Linked DNA regions of Mus musculus: all the other regions are linked to region 5. The links are chromatin contacts, called in public ChIA-PET, HiChIP or PLAC-seq and promoter capture Hi-C maps. All regions are on one chromosome and are shown on one strand. The core of a region is the stretch at or near the end of the contact, and the rest is flanking DNA. Distances in the headings are between cores, read along the strand shown. Region 1 overlaps Septin9 (septin 9). Region 2 overlaps Gm34418 (a long non-coding RNA gene). Region 3 overlaps Septin9 (septin 9). Region 4 overlaps Cyth1 (cytohesin 1). Region 5 holds the start of Tmc6 (transmembrane channel-like gene family 6).

The links. Promoter capture Hi-C pulls out the DNA fragments that hold promoters and counts their contacts. ChIA-PET counts read pairs in DNA pulled down with a chosen protein or histone mark. HiChIP or PLAC-seq counts read pairs in DNA pulled down with a chosen protein or histone mark.
Region 1: an RNA polymerase II ChIA-PET map of memory CD8 T cells shows a contact between it and region 5, with 22 read pairs. The contact joins the enhancer-like site here to the promoter of Tmc6 in region 5. A contact is called at or near these places in 4 of 39 promoter capture datasets (cranial neural crest, frontonasal cranial neural crest, neural stem cells and 1 more), 2 of 484 Hi-C or Micro-C datasets (B cells and pro-B cells), 14 of 115 datasets of contacts at active chromatin or transcription factors (the 230-238 cell line, double positive thymocytes, embryonic basal ganglia and 11 more) and 1 of 9 other capture datasets (liver).
Region 2: a contact with region 5 is called in a promoter capture Hi-C map of embryonic stem cells, with 2.3 times the contacts expected there. The contact joins the enhancer-like site here to the promoter of Tmc6 in region 5. A contact is called at or near these places in 2 of 39 promoter capture datasets (embryonic stem cells and neural stem cells), 3 of 484 Hi-C or Micro-C datasets (the N1E-115 cell line and embryonic stem cells) and 7 of 115 datasets of contacts at active chromatin or transcription factors (double positive thymocytes, embryonic hindbrain, embryonic stem cells and 3 more).
Region 3: an HNF4G HiChIP or PLAC-seq map of pancreatic cancer cells shows a contact between it and region 5. The contact joins the enhancer-like site here to the promoter of Tmc6 in region 5. A contact is called at or near these places in 1 of 39 promoter capture datasets (embryonic stem cells), 5 of 484 Hi-C or Micro-C datasets (B cells, CD8 T cells, embryonic stem cells and 1 more), 6 of 115 datasets of contacts at active chromatin or transcription factors (embryonic basal ganglia, embryonic stem cells, large pre-B cells and 2 more) and 2 of 9 other capture datasets (embryonic stem cells and liver).
Region 4: a contact with region 5 is called in a FOXA1 HiChIP or PLAC-seq map of pancreatic cancer cells. The contact joins the enhancer-like site here to the promoter of Tmc6 in region 5. A contact is called at or near these places in 1 of 39 promoter capture datasets (embryonic stem cells), 1 of 484 Hi-C or Micro-C datasets (CD4 T cells), 1 of 115 datasets of contacts at active chromatin or transcription factors (pancreatic cancer cells) and 2 of 9 other capture datasets (embryonic stem cells and liver).

Annotation. Positions count from the first base shown.
Region 1 is chr11:117,348,293-117,350,992 of GRCm38.p6, forward strand. The region is part of intron 2 of Septin9 (septin 9); the gene reads left to right. Among named protein-coding and RNA genes, the nearest start is that of Gm51932, 14 kb to the left of the region's middle. Within about 2 kb of position 1,324, at least 127 of the 459 cell types and tissues checked have an H3K27ac peak or open chromatin away from gene starts, as enhancers often do. A contact at or near this core is called in the 230-238 cell line, B cells, double positive thymocytes and 2 more, where this site is marked.
Region 2 is chr11:117,477,634-117,480,396 of GRCm38.p6, forward strand. Gm34418 (a long non-coding RNA gene) reads right to left here. Exons shown (of 2, transcript XR_389180.4): 2 at 1,939-2,431. Among named protein-coding and RNA genes, the nearest start is that of Gm34418, 4.0 kb to the right of the region's middle. Within about 2 kb of position 1,423, at least 108 of the 459 cell types and tissues checked have an H3K27ac peak or open chromatin away from gene starts, as enhancers often do. A contact at or near this core is called in the N1E-115 cell line, embryonic stem cells, neural stem cells and 1 more, where this site is marked.
Region 3 is chr11:117,309,998-117,312,708 of GRCm38.p6, forward strand. All of the region lies in intron 2 of Septin9 (septin 9), which reads left to right. Among named protein-coding and RNA genes, the nearest start is that of Gm34065, 16 kb to the right of the region's middle. Within about 2 kb of position 1,369, at least 136 of the 459 cell types and tissues checked have an H3K27ac peak or open chromatin away from gene starts, as enhancers often do. A contact at or near this core is called in CD8 T cells, liver, memory CD8 T cells and 2 more, where this site is marked.
Region 4 is chr11:118,214,876-118,217,575 of GRCm38.p6, forward strand. The region is part of intron 1 of Cyth1 (cytohesin 1); the gene reads right to left. Among named protein-coding and RNA genes, the nearest start is that of Cyth1, 32 kb to the right of the region's middle. Within about 2 kb of position 1,361, at least 91 of the 459 cell types and tissues checked have an H3K27ac peak or open chromatin away from gene starts, as enhancers often do. A contact at or near this core is called in pancreatic cancer cells, where this site is marked.
Region 5 is chr11:117,779,245-117,781,986 of GRCm38.p6, forward strand. Tmc6 (transmembrane channel-like gene family 6) reads right to left here and starts at 1,448. Exons shown (of 20, transcript NM_145439.3): 1 at 1,292-1,448; 2 at 1-47. It also overlaps a transcript of Tmc8 not described here.

The DNA.
Region 1 (2,700 bases), core at 74-2,573, 430 kb before region 5:
CTCTCTCTCTCTCTCTCTCTCTCTCTCTCTCTCTGTGTGTGTGTGTGTGTGTGTGTGTGTGTGTGTGTGTGTGTGTCTGTATGTGCATGTACCTACTCCACAGCACTGGTGTGGAGGTCACGGGATGACTTGGGAGTGTCTGTTCTCTAGTCCCAGAGACAACGCTCTCATGACTGGCAGGCGTTTCCAGCCTTGCTGGTGGTTAGCTTTCTCGAGTAGTCATTTCTGCTTCTTGCTGGGCTAGGACTCAAGGATGCCCCTGAGCAGGCTGCAGCCTTGGGTGGCTGAGGAGGGAGGGTGTCAGGGAACACACTCCTGACCAGTAGGCAGGTGTCAGAGCACAGAACTCATGTCCAAGACCTAGTGTTCCAGGAGTGAGCAGTCCAGAAAAGGTCTTGCCTCTGCTCATGTGACCATCCAGTGGCATTTCAGGAAAGAGTCAGCGTGTAGACCTCATGTCCCCTCTGTAAAGTGGGAGTGCCAGGCTGCCTGATACACGTGTCAGGCTCACGTAGGTATCTAAGACTGAGATGAGCTAAAATGGATTCTTACCGTGCATCTTTGCTGAATTAGCTCGGGAGTCACAGGCAGATGCACTTGGCTGGTTCCTCAGAAATAAAAATAGAACGGCTCACATCTGGATGTATGTCCCAAACCATCGAAAGAATGCTCTTGCTAGGCATGGTTGGTGTATGCCTGTAATCCCAGTACTCAGAGGGCTGAGGCAGGGGGATCATTGAGTCTGAAGCTAGACTGTATATAAGAGAGAGCCTCAGGGAAGGGGGGAGAGAGGGAGAGCTAGCCTAAGCTCTCAAGATTAGCTCTAAGGGTGTTAATTATTCTGTATGAAATAAGGCAAAAGCCAGAGATCATCTAACCCCATGGTGGATTCTGGGAAGGCCTGTGGTCGCTCCTGGAGCTCCAGGTCTGGGATCCCAGGCAACTCTGGGTGGAGGGGTCTACCTCCTAACCGGGCAGGCAGGTGGATGGGGAGGCCCTCCCAGGAGGAAGGGTCACAGGGGTAGGCCAGAGATGTCCAGAGCCCCTGGAGAGCATGGGGCTCTACTGTGTTCTTATTATTTCTCAAGCAGGCCCTCTGGCAGGCTGGATGTTTAGCTTGGTTTGGGCTTCTGCTGTGAACCTTAATACATGGAGAAGGGCCACCTGGGGCCCGAGGTGTGCCTTCCTTGACTGGGGGCGATTAGGGAGAGTTGGGGGACAGCCACACCTCCTTTCACTGTTGAGCAGAGAGGTAGGGGGAGGGCAAAGTGAGTCTCAGACTCATAAACAGATGGAAGCAATTTTCAGTCATGTGCGCAAGGCCTGAACCCCTGCACGGCAAGGCAGGGCCCCGTGTCGTTCTCCAGGAAGCGGGCCCCAAAGCCACAGGTTCTAGGGCCAGATGTTACAAGGTCTTTGTTTATTTAAAGATGCCCGAAACACAGGAGAGTATTTCTGAGTGGAGAGCTGACAGACACTCTTGAAGCCTTGTGGAGGGGACTGACCTGGGTTGGGGATGCTCCTGATGGCAGGCACTGTCCCTTAGGACTGTCTGTGTCATTGTTTGGGGGCGTCTGGACCCCGTGGCAGCTCCTGCTGTGTTTACAAGCATTCTCTTGTTCAATTGCCTCCCCTCTCCCACCACCCCTCTCCCGCCACATGCCAGAAGTAGAGTTGCCTGCACCCTGTGGAGGCCGAGGAACAGGAAGTTACTGACCAGTAAACTAGATGCCTGTGGGGGTGGTCCCCACATCTCCTTCCTGAAGCTAGCTTTGCAAGCCATTTCTCCTGTCCTTTCTGCCACTCAAGCCTTGAGAAGATGCTGAGAGGAAGTGTGTCCGGCTTTGCTCCCGCTGGACATGCTAGTAAAACGGAGAGAAAAGCTGCCAGGCCAGAGATGGTCAGGGTTGAGCGAGCTGAGGACGTCTGGGACGAGTCAGCTTGAGTTTAGTGGTTTCCCCGGACGTGGAGAGACAGTTTAACCAAAGCCTGAAAAAGCCCCTATGCTACAGACCCATCATTTTGCTGCTTCCTGGCCCCTGCTCACTTGGAATGGTGCCCCCCCCCCCCAGCACCTTTGGTCGGTTCCCTTCCTCTCTGAGGGAGGAGAAGGCACAAGTATTCATTGAGCCTCTTTGAGGTTAGCGTGCGTGGGAACAGACATAAGGAAAGGAAACTGGGAAGCAACTGGTGACCCCTCTGTCCTGGCTGTGTTTGGGGGGCTGGGCTGTGGGGTCATAAGTTGAGACTGCTGACATTTTCCATAGAGGCTGAAAGAGGTGCCTCTCTAGGGCTTATCAGCAATGCATCAGCTCTACCTCGACCACCCCACAGCGGCCTGGGTTTCAGAGCCGCACTGGCAGGCTATCTCAGAATAACAGTTAGGTATACTGTAAGCATTTTGTTCAACCAGACCGGGTGGAACCAGCCTTGCACACCCCTGCAGGGTGTGAGCACCTACGGTCTCCATCTGAATCATCCCCCAGGCTTGGGCTCTGACCATGCATGCACTCAGCCACAGGAGGCTCTAACCCTGACCTACTGAAGGAAGCTGAAGTCTTCAAGTTTAACCCCTAGCCTGTCCACAGACCTACAAACCAAATCTGGCCTTTGCGTGAGGGTGAGGGCACTTGCTGTCGGCCGTAGCCTGTTTCCTGCCTATCCTGCCTGGGGACTGTATGGGTGGGCCACCTGGGAGAA
Region 2 (2,763 bases), core at 173-2,672, 300 kb before region 5:
AGATCAGCGAAGACTCAAGACCAACAAGCATTGCCCAGCCAGCTCTTTAAGCAAGCCTGAAGCTCAGCTCAGCCCAGCCAAGCCAAGCCCAGCCAGCTCCCATCACTGTCCACCAAGTCCTATTTATAATTCCCTCAAACTTCACGTGTCCTCCACGGGTCTTGCTTCACCAAGTGTCTTGCCTCAGCCCGTGTGTCTGTCTCAGTTGACATCGCTCTGCCCGTGTCCCGGAAAGCAGCAAGAAGCCATAGCACACCACTAGAAGGTTTTTTTGGTGCATTTCTCTCTATGGAGCCCTGACAAATGGAGCTCAACTATGCACTGTAAGACGGACCAATACATGCATGTCGTAAGTGAAGAATCCTTCATCACGTGTCCTTTCACATGCTTCCTTTAGCAGAACATCCTTTCACCTGTGTTTGCTTCGGCGAAATGTTCCTTTGTGTGTTTGCCCCAGCAAGACACCATCCAACACAACTGACTTTTCAAAGAACCCTTAAGTTTCCACTTCAAAACACAGTGGGCTGTTGAGCTCTGGGTGAAGAAAGTTACAGAAGTAATGGGGCAGGTCCTTCCCAGCCCTGAGCCTATCACTTCTGCAGGCTGTGTGTGCTCAGAAAACCATGCAGCTGAGATGGAGCTCAGGGAGAGGTCCTGGTGTGAACTGACTGCTGCTTTGGGGATACTGCTCCAAGAAGCCTCCACATCACTCCTAACCCAGGGAGCCAGGCCACGTGCAGAACATTTCCCTCTCTCCCCACTGCCTCTGAGCAGGAACATGAGGCGGCACCATGATCGCTAGCCTATCGCAGGCCATTTCCTGGGCCTTTGATCAACCTCAGTGGGGAAACCTCTAGGATACAGAAAAGGGCATCCAAACCCCCAGTTCCGTAGTCAACTCTCATTTCAATCAAGAGGCCCCAAGTTCACAGATTTAGATTCTTGGGAGCTGTGGTTTTTTTCTTCTTAAAAAATTGAGCTGCTGCCTTGCCTCTTTGAGGCCCCAGGAGTCTGAACAGAGATGGTTTCCAAATGGGTGGAGAGAAAGCGCCTGTGCCAAGCCCGAGGGACCTGGCTTTGGGATGGCTGATCTGCCATGTTCATCCCTGGATGGCTGTGAGCCAGGTATCTTCTGGCCAGGAAAGCCTCTGCCCTGAGCATCCTTCTGGCCCCAAGCCAGACCTAGAGCCCCTCCCTATTTGATGGCTAATGCTAAAGACTGGGCCAGGAAGTAGGCAGATCGCTTTTTGAGTTTTCCTTGGTTATCCTCTCAGGACACCCACTCAGCCTCCGTCCGTCCTATGGCTGATGGGGAACCTCCTCAAACCCTGAGGGATCCAGAGCCTTTTATTCTAGGGGTGCTGTGGGTAGAGGCATTTCCAGCTGCCCTCACTCCCTGGGCCCATCTTCTGCTGTTGTTCTTGCTGTGTTGATTTGCATGCCATTTTGCTTGTGGTCTCCATGGCAACCACCACCAAATGGCCTAGGGATAATGGAGGGGCTCTGGGTAGGGGAGGGGGAAGCCTCATGAGTGGTTTTGACTTCAAAAAAAAAAAAGAAAGAAAAGAAAACAGTGATTCCGCAGCGCAGCGTGCCTGGCAGAGGGGCAGCCCTTCCCCCGCCTGCAATCCCTCAGCGCCCCTCACCCAAGGCTTCTTTCTAACTTGTGAGGGGGAGGGAGGCAGTATCCTGGAACAGGAGTCCTTGCATCTGGCTTCAGAACAATGGGAAGAATCAGGGAAAGCAGTGGCGGCCAGAGGAGGGAACCCTTGGGGGCAACCAGCGCCTTCTGGAACCATCTGCAGCTTCCAGAACAAATCTCCAGCCGGCAGCTCTCCTGCTCCGGCCATCTTTGCTCTCCCTCTTGCCAGGTCCCTCCACCCTTCCCAAATCTCCTCTCCACAAGGAAAGAGAGAAAAATAGAAGCATGACTTCATGTCTCAGGGCCTGGCTCCTGGGTGGAGGATCTAGAGGAGTTTAATTGTTCGCATATGTCCAGCTCTAGCCCTTCACAAAATGTGTTCAGGGCCGTGAGCTGCAGCGGTTGAAAAGCTGGGGAGATAGCACGGGGATTGTTGGGCTTAAAGATGAGCAGACTACAGCTCAGGGCTGTGAGTGCGGCACAAAGAGGGGGACCCAGGCCAGCTCTATGGAGGGCTGGAAACCAGCCTCCGATTTATGTTCGATGCACTTAAGTGGACCGAGCTTTCTTCTCTTCATCCATTCCGTGCGTTTCTCAAGCTAACTTCTCTCCTGCTGCCAAGGCTCTGTGGGTGCTGGAGGTGAGCTCCTGCCTCCCTCCGACCCATAGCCCCGTAGAGCTTGGCCCTGTTGCTGCCTGAGGCCAGTGGCTGGCCTGACGCCATCTCCTTGCTCTCTGAGTCGCTCTGCTCTTTCATGGCTCTTCTCTCCTTCCAAGGTGCAGCGGTTCCTTGAAACATCCGGATCATCCAATAAACATCTTTACAACAAGAGACCACACCTGCCCCAGACAACAGGAAGCCCCACAGGACAGCTGACCCATGATAGTCACTAAGAACCGTGGGAGCTGAGGCTACCCCCTTCCCCACCCCCCCACCCCCCCACCCCCCCACCCCCCACCCCCCACCCCCAGCATAGAAGCAGTCATCTCTTGGATGGATCTGGAGTCATGGAAAGTTTTTTACCTGCTTCCCCAGGGTGGCGCTGCTTGGCTCTGGGTTGGATGTATTGGGGCAGGTGGCTGAGCCTCACTTGTTTGGACTTTGGGGAGCAGAGACTAAC
Region 3 (2,711 bases), core at 119-2,618, 470 kb before region 5:
GCCATCCCCTGCCTGTCCTGGAGCCAGACAGGGCAGCCAGGACAGTAGCCTGTGTCCTGCTTCCTGGGAGGTCAGCCAGCCGATGTGGCCCAGGGGACTGGGAGGGGAACTCCTGGCCTTGTCTTTTCATTTCTAGGTTCTGGCCCTGAGCAACCCTCAGAGCTGTGGGTGGAGGGGTTGAGGTGGGCCAAGCTGCGGTGAGAGAAAGAGGCCTGGAGAGTTTAGAAAATGTCTGTCCTGACATAGGGCCTGGCACTGATGGGTAGGATGGTGAGGCCCATGAAGCTGGACCTGGGAAAGGGGCACTGACCTCTGACCCCAGTCATCTTCCAGATCAGGGAGTCAAGGCTCAGAGAACTTCAGCCACCTGCCTGCAGCCCACAGTATAAGGATGTCATCTGCCCTCCTGGCTTCCTCTGTGTGGCTTTGGATTCTGTGCTGGCATGCAGTCTCCTGGGGAAAGCTCTTGTCCAACAGTTTCCAGGGATGCCTCTGTCTGCAGAGAAAGTGCCCTGAGGTCTCCTGTCTCCTGGCCCTGCTTACCTCCCAGCCTCCCCTTATCCTCTGGCCCAGTGCCAGGTGGAAAACCAGAATAAAGGTTATTCTACATGTCCAACAAGCTGTTAGCAGGAACAGGCCACTCGTCCCTCTCCTGCCTCCCATCTGGGGACCACTCGGGAGGACGGTCTTGCACCAGCACGCAGCCTCTGTGCTAGGCTGGTGAACACATGGTGGGATTCCTCAATAGCAAGCATGAGGACCTAAGAATCATGCCTCGAACCCAAGTAGAAAGTCAAGCATGCTGGTGGCGGGGAGGCAGACACAAGCAGGTCCTTGGGATTCAATGGCTGGCCAGCCCAGCCTACGTGGTGAACCCCACGCCAATCTTTGTCTTTAAAAACAAACTACCTGATGGTGCTCTGAGGAATGACACATCAGACTGTCAGATTACTCTCTGGCCTTCACTCACGCACACAGAGGAATTATAGCCCCTAAATAGAGGACCGGTGTCGGGGAGGCTGTGTGAGCATCCAGGTGGACCCTGGCTGTTTCCGGTAACCCATCTCAAGGTTCTCCCAGTCTCTGCATCTCAAGACTCTCCTGCCACTCATAGCCCTTCATCCTGGCTACAGACACTCTTCCAGGGAGCCAGCTGACACATTTGGCCTCTGAGATTTTTTTTTGAACAGCAATGAAGGGAAAGAATGAGTAAGAAAGAGTGGGGGAAGGTCGGTGGGGAGGGGCAAACAAGCTGGAAAGTCCAAACATGTGTTGTAGAAGCAGGTGCCAGCATGACATCATCAGGAGGGTGGCTGAGGGCCCGAGCCCGGCTCAGCCCAGGAGAAGCTGGCCCGGGAGGCTGCCCTTGGCTCCATTCTGCCCTGCTTGGAGTCGAGAGATTTGTTTCCATTTTAGGGACAGCTCTGGAGGCTGTCCTCTTAACTCCCGGCCGCATTAATAGTTCATTAATTCTGGATCCTTGCTGTGTTCGTTCTTACATGTTCCAAGTGCTGGGTTAGTGTTGAAGAGGAGGCGCAGAGAGAGGGAACCACTGGCTCCAGGCCACACAGCTTAGAGTGTTTGCCTCCGAGCCTCAGCTGGCAGGTGAAGGAAGAGACCTGTGGTTTCCGTAGTGCATGAGGGGGTGGTGGCCTCTGCTTAGCCTCCTTGGCCCAACAGGAGGGGTCTCTGGATACTCCATAAAGTGAGAGCCTCACTTCTGTGGTCCCTCGGGAGAGCTGGCAGGAGGCAGAGATACAGGGGACCGTTGGCCTTACTTGGATTCGCCAATTGGACACGCAGATGCTGCTGTGCTGTGAGGCCAATTACTGCACTGGTGATCTTCACTCCTCTGTGCCTCCTGCTTTGTTTAGAACCTTCTTCTGTGCCCCGCCCCATATTCCCAGGGCTGTCTTCGACCCTGATACAGGATCAGAGCTATCCTCTGCCTGCTGTGTTTTCTGCTGACTCTGTAGCACTTAGCTTTGGGAAGTCTCTGTATGACTCAGTTGATGTGTCTATAAAATGGGTTGCTGGCGTCTTCCTCCCTCCTAAGCCTCTGGGAAGAGTCTGGTGAGAGGTGTTGCTGGAAACCACTTTGTACCAGCGAGTTTTCTGGCTGAGTGTGGTTTGGTTGGTAGAATGCTTGCTCCCATGCAAAAGACCCTTGGGCTCAGACCCCAGCGCTGTATAAACTGAGTGCGGTGGTCCCCGCCCGCCCGTAGTCTGAGCATTGGGGAAGTGTAAGCAGGAGGACAGAAACTCAGGCTGATGCTTGACTCCAGAGTGAGTTTGAGGTCAGCCTGGGCTACGTGAGACTCTTGTTTCTAAATAAACAAGTCAAACAAAGTGCTTTTCGGAGCTGTTCCAGGCACTGGTTTGCTAAAGCTCGGGCCAGCGGAAATCTGGGTCCTTCTGGAGCCCTGGTGCTGAGGGAGGGCTGATGTTAGGGTCGGCTCAGTGCCCAGGAGGAAGTGGGAATTGTCCGTCAGGATAGGAGCCAGCCTAGATTCCCACTGTCAGAAAGGGCTGGGTGACCAGTGATACTGAATAGCCACCCATGAACGTCCGTCTCTGCCTGTCCATGCCTGGGCCAAAGCGAGCTCTTCCCCGGCCCCCCAGCCCAGTCCCTCAGCAAACTCTTCCTGGTGGCCTTTCCTCCCCTGGAGCCCCTCTGGCCTGCACCATGTGACCAAGCACAGGAGGAAGGG
Region 4 (2,700 bases), core at 111-2,610, 440 kb after region 5:
AAGTGGTCTATTGCCTGAGTTTACCAACTGGTCATCTGCCACCCTGAACACTGTGCCAGGTTGCTCAGCCTTGCTCAAGGATTCTGGAGGACATCAGCCCCGGCTATTCTTTCTGATGGTGGCCACAGTGAAGCTGCACACTGCACTGGGTAGTGTCCCCTTCCTGGTTTCTGATGCAGCACATCAAGATGTTCTTTTCTGCATATTTTTGATGCTGCTTATGAGACACATTCACAGATGAAAGTAGAGAACAGTAGCAGGCAATCTGATCCTGCCCAGTGACAACCACTGAGGGTGGTATGGGTTTGGTCTGGCTTCTTCTGCATGCAATGTACGTTATATTATATGTGTCTTTCATGCCACACACATATATGTATACACACTACAACGTTAGTAACTTTTTGCATTCCGTTTATAAACACTTCATTTTTACTTTGTGTGTATTTGCAAGTGTGTGTATTTACAGGTGTATTCACAGGTATATGCATCAAGTATTTCCTCAGTTGCCCCCCCCCCTTTCTCTCCTCTATCTATCTTGGAGACAGGATCTCTCTACATAGTTCTGGCTGTCTTGGAACTAACTCTGTAGACTAGGCTGGCCTCGAACTCACAGAAATCTGCCTGCCTCTGCCTCCCAAGTGCTGGCACTAAGGGTGTGTGCTACCATGCCCAGTTCTTCACCTGATTTTTGGGAGTGGGTTTCTCAGTTGGAGATCATTCAGCTAGACTTGCTGGCCAGAAAGCCCCTGGAACCCTCCTGTCTCCACCTCCTCCAGCAATGGAATTACACATCCGACTTTTACAGGGGAGTGGGGATGGGACTCAGAGTGTCATGTTTATATGACACTTTACCAGTTGATCCATCCCCTAGCCTGATTTTCTCCGGCACTATAAAGGGTGTCATGTGTTTTCACTGCTCACAGCCTGTAACTTTGAAGCAGGGTCCAGTCTCAGGGCCCTGTGCACATGCTCAGCACTCAGCTCTAGTTCTCCCCAACTCTCTTACAAGAAGACTTGCTTGATCCAGAAAAGCTTCCCTGTGTTCCTGGAGTGGACTGTGAGGCTCCTTAGCAAGCTGTCGGTAACAATACAAGTAATACCATGACATCACTGGGTGGTGTCCTAGTTTCATTTCTGTTAATGTGACAAATGCCCTGGTTAAATACAACTCTGGGGAGAACGGGTTTGTTTGGCTTAAAATTCCAGGACACAGTCCTTCAATGCAGGGCAACCAAGGCAGGAGCTTTAAGCAGTGAGTCACAGTCAAAAACTGAGAGAAATGAGTATACCCATGCCGTCTGCTTACTTAGTTTGTCTTAGTTAGCTTTAGGGCCCAGCCCATGAAATGGTGAGCTCACAGTGGTCTATGAACTCTTACATCAATCAACAGCCAACCAAGGAATCCCCACAGACATGCCCAGAGGCCAGTATGATCTAGCAAGTTCTCAATTCACTCCCTTCCCAGATGACTGTACTTGTGTCGGGTTGACAGTTAAATCTAGGCAGTACTGGTGGCTTTCACTAAGTCTGCTCTCTGTGCCTCGCTGCTGTGGCCTGCCTTGTCTTGTCCTGAAACCCTCTGTGGGGAGAGTGTCTTCCTCAACTTTTGCCCTTGAAGAATCCTGTATCAATGCACTCAGCTGCATTCAAAACCCGTCTAGTGATCCAAACCCCATCTCTACCTCTGGCATTAGATCTGATTCCCAGATGATCTTGACTCGGGAAGGACAGGTCACTCCTGTTTCTTATCTCCTGGCAGTGGGACAGTACGTGTCTGGATTCCTAGAGTTTGATGTGTCCAGCCCGGTCCACAATGAACTGCACTGACGGGTGGGGACATTCCCAGGACTGATCTCTGCACTGGCCTCACTGCCATCAAGGCTGCCTTTCCAGAAGCACGAGAGCACTTCTGTTCATGAGCTACTGTCCACACCTTGGGGGTTGTTTTCCTACTGACTGCCATCCTTCCTACTGGTTTGTAGAACTGAACAGACTATTTAAAACATGTAATGCAATCTGCAACTTATTTTTAACTCCAATTCTACCTTCGGTTTTACACATCTTTTTAAAAAACAATCAAACCTATAATCTTTCCTTTCTACCATTTCCCCCAATAATGGTCCCTGAGCACAGTGGATGTGGACTGCAGAGACATCAAGGACTAAAAGGACATAGTGTTTCCCCTGTGTGGGCTGAGGCAGACTCTGGGCCACTCTTGGACATGTGCTCTGGGGGTCTGAAGAGTATGGGACTCAGTGGGGAGCTAGAAGGACTATAAGGAGGGGGTTAGAGGGCAGAGGCCTTTGGAGGGCTGTTGGAGGCCTTGGGCTGTTTCAAGGACAGCAGTTTCTGTTCTGGGTGAGATGAATGTCCACGTTCTAGGCAGATCAGAGACACCTGTCTTCCTTTGTGACATACCACCCTGGGTGCGGGTAACCAGGGCAGATGCCATATGACCTGAGAAGCTGCTATGAGAGATGGGCAGCTAAGCAATAAAAGGCTCAAATACCTACTCTATTTATGTCTAAGGTAGTGCCAGGGCCTACTGATGCACTTCAAATGAGGCATGAAGAGTCAAGGCCTGAGAAGGTTAAAAATATGAACTCCATCTTCTGAGCACAGGCCACAGGTTGGCCCCACAGCTTCTGCTCCCCAGTCCTTTCCCTCGACCCCCATGAACCCTTACACCCCCACTTCTCA
Region 5 (2,742 bases), core at 198-2,697:
GGGAGCTCAGAGACTGGACGCAGCCTGTGGAACCCCATACAGCCCATCTGTTGAGACAAAACCAGCTTTCAATGCTTGGGGGCCATACTTTAGGCACAGACACACATTACAGGAATCCCCACCCTGTACCCCATCCACAGCTAAATTCACAGTTAAAACAAGTGGGCCCAAACATTCCCACCATGACCGGCTGTGGGGGAGTGACGAAAACAGGAAGGAAGGGTGAGGCCGCGGCTCCTCCATTGGTTTCCTAGATGTTGCTAGTACTGGGGGAAAAAGGAGAGGCCTGTAAACACTACCCGTTTCTGGTCTGTTCCCAGGCGAGGGCCCTAGAGCTTCATCATTTTTAGAGCAGCGGCTGAAAGGCTCCGAGGACTTCCCTGTGCCCGCCCTATGACCCCAATGTGCTTTCACCAGCAGGAAGTGCGACCAGGCAGCCGCAAAGTCCTGCCCCCAGCACCGGAGGCAGCGTCCACACACTGGACTCCTCGCGTCCTCCGGAGGCTGACTCCCTACATTCCCAACTCAGCTGAAGGCTGGAGAGAGAAGCTGAGCTGACACAAGCACCCTTTGTCCAGCTCTGTCACCGGGCACAGTTACAACCAGATCGTTGTTAGGGGCTTATTGTTCTCCTGGCCCAGGGCCCTGAGGGAAAGCGCGACGGAAAGAGCAGTCAATCACTTGACTCCTGCAAGATCGCCCTCCAGAAGGCAAGCCCCCGCCCCGCCATGTCCGCCGGTCCTCCCTGCCTTCGCCTAGGGAAGTTTTCTGGAGCTCCCCCGACGGCCAAGAGCCCCACGCAACCCGGACTGGCACCCGGCACGCCCCCGCCTGCGCTGCAGTGGAGCACTGCAGGGAGAGGCCAGGCTGGAGCCGGCGGGAGGTGGCACCGCCCGGGTGGAAAGCAGCCAGGAGAGGTGGTGCCCTTTTAGTTCCAGGGTCCTTTCCCTGGCCACAGTACTTCTCAGGCTCAAGGCCCCGGGCGGGCCCACACCTCTTCTCCTCAGTAGTCTGGGTGCTCCGGAGGCTACGGGCCGGGGCTCCGGATCTGCCTGGGTTCCTGATCTTCAGGTCCTCCTGGGACCAGCCAGGTGTGCGCTGTTCCGGGGCGCACCATCCTGCACCCTGAGCCAGATGGGGAGAGGCCGGGAGCGGCAGTTTCCAGAAACCCGCACCCAAGCTGTCAACTACCTGGCGATAGCAACCGCCCCTACACCGCAGTTGCGCCCCAGCACCAGGGTCCCAGCGCCCCTCTGGGTAGAGGAGCCCCATTCTCCCCAGATTGGCTCACCTGTGCGCGCACCCGCCGCGGGGAACCGAGGTCTCAGCCCCACCAGCAGGAGAATCAGCACACAGTAATTAAGGGTACATAGTTTTGATGGTTTCCAGACTGGCAGCTGGAGGTAGCCTCACCGCCCGCCCACGTGGCACCGGGCCCCAAAGGTCACGTGACTCGTTCCTGCCTACCGGTAGGACCCGCCCATCCAAAACAGTGCCCTGTGCAAGCCAGCCTCAGACTCCACCCCAGCACTCCACCCTCAAGTCTGAGTAAAGTAGGCGTGTCCCACCCACTATTTGGATGTATACAACCCCTAGGTGGAGTCACTAATATTCCTCTTGAGTTTCTAAAGAGGGACGGCATTTCCACGTCCCGGGGTCACTTACCAGTCCCTAGCCTTCCCACGCGGGATTGAGTAATCGCCTCCTCCCAGCCTGGTTAACTGTTCTTTATCAGAGGCTGAGCAAACGAGTTACTGCCCGCTCCGCCCTGGGCGTGGTGTCTGTTTCTAAAGCTAGGGTTAAACTGCTTCCTGCTGTGCCAAGACAGTCAAAGACCTTTCTATTTCACAGATGAGGAAATTGAACCCGAGAAAGTGTCACCAGCCTCCAGGTGTCACCAGCTGGAGCAAGGAACCTGGCCACCAAGATGCTCCATAGAACCGCTTCCCCCAAGTTACAGACAGGGTGACCGGTGACCGTGAGAAGTAGAAGGGAAAAACAAGTCCCCTCCTACACACGAAGGTTAACAGACCCCAGGAAACGTGTGGGATACCGGAAGGAGATGAAGCCTGAGGGGGGAGGGCGACGCTTCTTCGCAGCTGTCTCTCCGTGCCTGGGTGGGTTTACCAAGCGGCGCCTTGGCACCGGAAGTCTTGGTCTGCAGACCCAGCCCTCCTCAGCCCCTAGTTGACTCCTTGCTCTTACTCTGAATTTTGCACGACTTTGGCCCAATTTGAAAGCCATTTCCTGGGGCGCCTTCCTGTGTGAACTTGTTGGGAGTACAGAGCCTGTGGGCAGGGACACAGGCGGAGACTCAGAATCCAGAGCTGAGACAACAAGGTTTTAAAAGAGGTGAACAGGGAGGAAAGGCTAGGGCTCCCAGAACTGGGAACTGGCCAAGATGACTCCTAAAGGTCTAGTCAGTGGATGACGAGTGACGTGCTTGAAGAAGCTGCTTCCTCAGCTCTTAGGTTGGGCTTGGTGCCAGAGCCTGGCCAGGGCATAGCAACAGGGAGGGCAGTGCCTGCCCTTAAGGCGGTCAGTTCAAAAATAACCTGCCAGCCAGTCATAGTGACACAGGCCTTTCTTTAATCCCAGCCTTGGGCAAGTGTCTCTGTGAGTTCAAGGCCAGCCTGCTCTACATGATGAATTCCAAGACAATCAGAGTTACACAGTGAGACCCTGTCTTGAAATAGAACAAAAAGCAAAGAACAAAGCGCCAGGGATCCGGAGAGGCAGCAG